2 separate regions of the Mus musculus genome follow, and region 2 is linked to region 1. The links are chromatin contacts, called in public Hi-C maps. All regions are on one chromosome and are shown on one strand. The core of a region is the stretch at or near the end of the contact, and the rest is flanking DNA. Distances in the headings are between cores, read along the strand shown.

Region 1 (3,043 bases), core at 318-2,817:
AATATAGGAAGGCGTCTAGTCTCTGCAGGCATGTGCACATAGCAAACCAGTAACATCAGTTGTGATTCATGTTACAAGCATCTAGTGGCATATCGGTAACACACTTAATGGTAATAAGATATTTTAATGGTTAATCCAGCCCTGTGTCCCTTTAGTGTTTTTCTATCAGAATTAATTTATTGGCACTGTGCCAGATGCTGCAGTTAGCTGTGGATCTTCACTCCAGTGTTCCTAAACACACTTCATTCTCCCCTTAGCTTCTGGTACCTACCCTTCCATCCCCAGTTGTGTGGTGCGTTTTCATTAAATGCATCTCGTTTGATTTCACAGCATTTCAAGAAAAAACATTTCAAAAGCCAATTTGGTATTTATAATACTGAGGAGCTCTGAAAATTCTTCATTGAAGTTTTTTGAAGTGCTATCTACTGTCAGCTTTCAGAGAACCGTTTGGCTCTTCTCAGCCTGGACGTGTGTGATATCCCACATTTCACTGTCTTAGCCTGGATATTTACTGCCAGGAGGGACTGAGTCTGTCTTGTTTATCTTTTATCTCTAGTGCTCAGGACTTGACATAATGCAGGCACTCCACAGGAAGCGCTGCTCTCATCAGGACTGCTCTGGGAGCTCTGCCCCCAGTGTTCCCTGTATTGACTTCTCCCGAATAGTGTAGGCTCTAGGATTATGGGACCTTGTCTGAGTCTTCACCTCTCTACTGTTAGACTTAGCTCAGTGTCTAATAGTAAACACTTGCGCTATTAGAGAAATCTGAATAGATTGGGGCTGGGAGGGGTTGCTGGGTTGTAACATTTGGTTTCTTTCCCGTTACAGTAGTAACAGAATGGGAAGGAAGGTGGAGCTGGCATGAGTCTTCCCTGGACCTTCTCAGACTAGAAAGGGTAATTGACAGCAGTGGGTGCTCAGAATTATGGAGTCAAGTATTCTAGTGTTCTTTCTTGTGTAGATATTTGAGATCATGCTTACTTTACACACAAAAACATAGACACACACACACCTCTTTCCTATACTATTTAGTGTTGTGATGGAATGTAAATGTAGAATGCTCTGTTAGTGGAGGAGGACTTGACCTGGCTTAGAGCACATGTGATATGGCATTTTAAGGCCACTTGGAGTGTATTAACACCTGAATGGAATCATAAGACTGAGTGGTGGCTGAGAGAGAAAAGGTAACATGGTGGAGGGCAAATGGGACCCTGCAGGTCTCTGACTACATAGGCTGGTGCCACAGTATCAGGGGCTTCAGCTTTTTTGATTTGTTCTGAGGCATACAAAGGCTTATTAAGGTTAAATCCTGCTCTGTTTGTTTGTTTATTGAGATATGTGTATTTTGCCTGCATGTATGTATGTGTGCAGTATGTATGCCTTGTATGCACAGAGGCCAGAAGAGGGTATTTGATCCCTTGAAACAGGAGCTATGGTTGTAAGCTACCATGTGGATACTGGGAGCCCAACTATAGGCCTTTGCAAGAGCGACAAATGCTCTTAACCTCTGAGCCACATCTTTCCCGCCTAAGTTACATTTTTCCCCGTGTGGTAAAATACTATGACCAAAGGTAACTTATGGAGGTGTTTATTTTGGCTTAGTTCCAGAGGGCAAGCTGTCCCTGATGGTTGGGGAAGCATGGAGAGAAAACTGGGAAGCTGGTTGATGACATATCCCAGACAGGAAACAGAGAGAGCAAGCAGGAAGTGCGGCGAGGCTTTAATCCTCAGAGCCCTCTCTCTAGCAGTGCTCTCTACCCTGAGGTGCTACTGTACCCTCCTCTGATGCCACCAACTGGGGGCCAGTGTTGAAATACAAGAGCCTTGGGGGAACATTTCTTAGTCAAGCCACACATGTCTTTTTGCTTACTGTTTATGCTGTAAAGCATGGTCAGAGATGGATAATGCTGGAAATAGCACCATGAGTTAGGAAACATGTTCTGGTTAAGGTAAGGACTCTTCCAGCATAAGCAGTGAGTGAGTGGGAGGCAGTGGACAGACTTGGGAGAGCGAGCAGGAGGCACAGCCTGCGTTGACTGCAGCTTATCTTCTCACCTGTGGCCCTCACTGTCACACTCTAGTGAAAACTCAGACTGACTCAAGTACTTATTTGTCTTACATTGTCTTTGGGTTTTGTTTCTTTGAGACAGTATCTTACTATGTAATGCTGGCTGGCCTGAACTATCTGTGTAGACCACCATGTTCCTTTGACCTTGATCCTCAGCCTCCAGAAAGTGCTGTGATCATATGTAGCTGTCTCCAGACGCACCAGAAGAAGGCACTGGATCCCATCACACACGATTGTGAGCCACCATGTGGTTGCTGGGAATTGAACTCAGGTCCTCTGGAAAAGCAGTGTGTGCTTTTAACCATTGAGCCATCTATCTCCAGCTCCCAACAGAGGTTCTTACTAATGCCTAGAGAATGAAAAGCAGTCTGTTAGTATTCAAGCTCAGGAGGCAGAGGGAGGTGGATGTTTATGGGTTCAAGACCAGCTTGGTCTACATAGAGAGTTCAAGCCAGTCAGGCCACATAGTGAGACCCTATCCAACAAAACAAAGAGACAATGAAAATCAGAAAGAGGGAATCTTTTGCTCTTCCTAAATATTCTTGTTTTACCTTTTACAAGATTTTAAATTTTATTTTATTATTTTATGTGTATTTTGCCTGCTTGTGCATCTAGGTACCACATGAGTGTTGGGTGTCCAAGAAAGTAGTGAGCCACCATGTGGGTGATGGGAATCAAACCTGGGTCTTTCACATCACATGCTCTTATCACCTAGCCACCTCTTCAGCCTTTGTTTTACCTTTTATAATAGCTCTGTAGTCTACATGGTGTATCATTTATCTGTATGATGAGATGTCACCATTTATTCATTCATTCATTCATTCATTCATTCATTGAGATAGGGCCTCTCTGTGTAGCCTTGGCCATCCTAGAGCTTCTTGTGTAGACAAGGCTGGCCTCAAACTCACAGCTATCCTCCTGCCTCTGCCCCCTGAGTGCTGGAATTAACTGTGTGCCACTATGGCCAGTTCAGTG
Region 2 (3,043 bases), core at 225-2,724, 400 kb before region 1:
ATATTGTCCTTAGAAGAGTTGCCTTGATCACGGTGTCTGCTCATAGCAGTAAAACCCTCACTTAGACAACTTAGAGTCTAGGGATCATTTCCTGTGGGGCTGGGGTCTTCTTTTTGGAAAGTCCTTGCGTAGGCCTTGATCCTGAAGAGTTTGAAGACTATGTCTTCCTCAGGTCGTTTAGCCTTGAAGGCTCGTGGCACATCTTGAGTTTATCTTTGTTTGGGATGAGAGCTGTAGATGCGCTTTCTTTCCTTTGCACGTGGTTGTCACTGTCCCAGCGCCATCTGTACAGCTGAGCTCTCTCGGCAGGGCATTTGTCTTCAGCTTGCACACTAGAGACAGAAGCTTTCACCACGCCAAGTGCATTGCTTTGTGCCCCGCCTGTCTACGGACTGCACACCACTGGCTGCTTCCCTCTCAGTAAAACTCTCAAGCCCAGAGCATGGCACACCCCAGAGGCTCAGCAGACTGATCGTGGCTATGAGAGGTTTCTCTGATTTTTGTCTTCTTGAACACCATTTTCTCCACCCACAATCCACATTTCAATTTGGAACTTATGCTTTCCTGTGCTGGGTCCAACTCCAGCTTTCCAGGGTGTGAATGTGACTCACAGCTGACTCAAAATTCTCTCCCACCCCTATCCCTCTTTTCTCCTGCCCCCAAACCATATTAGACCCATCGAGCATGTGGGACCCACATCTAACCCAACTGCCGTGCCTTGACAGCCTTTTAACATTTCAACTGTGTTTACCAGAACCTGTTTAGTAGATCAAACCCAGGGCAGGATTCCAGACCTAAGTCAGCATCCCCAGGGTGGAAGATGTGCTCAAGGCTGCCCACCCACACCCTCCCAGGAGAAAAAGCCCTCTGAGATGGAAGCAGGGTACCCAGCAGGAATCCCAGGCAAGGAGCTAAGTTTGGGGGTTTCATACGCAGAAACCTGACTCTGCAGTGTGTTAGCGATAAACAAATTGGGCATTTTCATTAGTCCCTGGTCTCTAAATGTATTTCATCCCTCTATTGGAGATGCTGGGTTAAACGTCTATGATAAGCCCTGGTAGGAACATTTCCCAGCTTGGTGGCGCCAGAAATATGTACACAGATGGTGTGAACCATTCCTCAGCTTCATTCCACAGCTCCTGGTACATCTGTGTGGCCAAATGCTGCTGCCTCTGTGGTCCCAGAATTCACTCCTGCCTACCCATACAAGGACCAAATTGAAATTTTTTTCCCTAAGTCTTTCTTCTTTGCTGGAATTTTTCCTCTGCTCCCATTAAAATACTGATTTCTGTGCCCCTACCCCCACCCCCCAAGCAAGATACTCAGGATCATTTTATCACCTGCCCTCACACTTTAGAGTCAACCATTCAATATCTCCCATCAAGTGGCGTTCAGGGTGGACGGGGCACCCCAAGGGAGCTGCTTATTCGTTCTGAAGCTGACAGCGGAGTGCAAAGGAGTGATTCATTTTATGTAACACAGGGCTCTGAAGGTGGAAGAAACTCAGCTGTGACCAAAAAAGGAAGCAGCGTGATTCAGCTTCCATGGGTGGGGGTGGCGGGTGAGGAGGGGGCGCACTCGCCGAGAGGGAGGAAGGAAGGCGGGCATATCCAGTAGTGGCAACAGGGCAGGCGGTGAGGGAGAAAGGAGAGCTAAAATCTTACCCAGCTGCTACCTTCAGAAACCAGTGAAGCTATCGCCCTTGGAGAGGAACTTCCAAAAGATTCCTCCCTGATTGTGAAGTCCTTGAGAAGTCGTGGCTTGGAAACTGTCACCTAGAGTATTTTTACAGAAACAAGATAACCACAACAGGGCTCTGCGGCTTGACCGAGGGGGGGGTGGGGGTGGGGACACTGTTTTCTGATCTCTCAAGGTGTCAAATTGTTACTGCTCTTTGGAAGGTTTATTGGAAAGTCCGGCTGGAAGTACAGGACATGTACACACAGACACACACACACACACAGACACACACACACACACTTCCCCCTCACATAATACTATAGAATCACAGATTAAACTCACTACACACAATCCACATATAGTCTCATGTATACATACCACAATTGCATATAGTCACACATACACACACCTCTCCTATACAGATATATAGACATACATACACATACACATATTTATATATATATATACACACACACATATATATGCCATAGAGCTATACATACTCCAATCTCCCACACAAATAAATGTCCCCACAAAGTCACACACAAGCCACTCCCACAAACCCCAAGTACCACCCACACACTCACCCACACACTTTCCCACACACCCACACACTCACCCCCACACCACCCCCACACTCACCCCCACACCCCCACACTCACCCCCACACCACCCAACCACCCACACACTCACTCACACACTCACCCCCACACTCACCCCCACACTCCTCAAGCATCAAGCACACTAGTTCTGGTGTAGGAGTTTGGACTCAAAGGAAAGAGTTTACAAAGGGTAAGAAAACAACATTTCCGTTAAAACAAAATAAACCATAAACTAGGCCAAAAGAAAAACATAAGGAGAAACTAAAAATGTATTTAAAAAATGTTGGATGAGCCAGTCAAGTGGATGTTATAGTGTTATAGCCCTGAAGATGAAAAAGCCAATCTCCTTCCTCCCCCCCCCCCCCCCCGTTTCTTTTAAACGGGGTCTTAGTATGGCGCTCATGCTGGCTTTGAATTCCTAAGCTCCTTGTTAAACAGGGTACCTGGGACTCTGGGAACCCATTCATCCCTCTTGGTGGAGAATGGCTATCCTCCGAAGGGGGGCATAGCAGTCTCCCTGCTTCTGCAAATAAGACCTTCGTAAGCTGTACAGAAACCACAGAAGGCACCCACAAGTTCTGCCACACAACCAATACAAGTTTTAAGGGACTGTCTTTAAACCTGCATTTCTATAAACACACACTGCCGCTACAAATCCCTTCTGCATCTAACAGGCATTTACACTGCACTTCAGTCAGTGGATGGATACCAATGAACAAGTCATGAGGACACACAGAAAGATTCCAACTCCCAGAAATGGA

What was found. A called contact is a pair of places that touch in the nucleus more often than the background predicts.
Region 2: a Hi-C map of the G1E-ER4 cell line shows a contact between it and region 1, with 3 times the contacts expected there. The contact joins two enhancer-like sites. A contact is called at or near these places in 8 of 39 promoter capture datasets (the C10 cell line, the HPC-7 cell line, cranial neural crest and 5 more), 1 of 484 Hi-C or Micro-C datasets (the G1E-ER4 cell line), 2 of 115 datasets of contacts at active chromatin or transcription factors (bone marrow-derived macrophages and embryonic basal ganglia) and 1 of 9 other capture datasets (embryonic stem cells).

What each region holds. Positions count from the first base shown.
Region 1 is chr8:25,620,119-25,623,161 of GRCm38.p6, forward strand. It overlaps a transcript of Nsd3 not described here. Among named protein-coding and RNA genes, the nearest start is that of Gm24992, 10 kb to the right of the region's middle. Within about 2 kb of position 1,568, at least 86 of the 459 cell types and tissues checked have an H3K27ac peak or open chromatin away from gene starts, as enhancers often do. A contact at or near this core is called in the G1E-ER4 cell line and bone marrow-derived macrophages, where this site is marked.
Region 2 is chr8:25,223,502-25,226,544 of GRCm38.p6, forward strand. It overlaps a transcript of Tacc1 not described here. Among named protein-coding and RNA genes, the nearest start is that of Tacc1, 23 kb to the left of the region's middle. Within about 2 kb of position 1,475, at least 71 of the 459 cell types and tissues checked have an H3K27ac peak or open chromatin away from gene starts, as enhancers often do. A contact at or near this core is called in the G1E-ER4 cell line and bone marrow-derived macrophages, where this site is marked.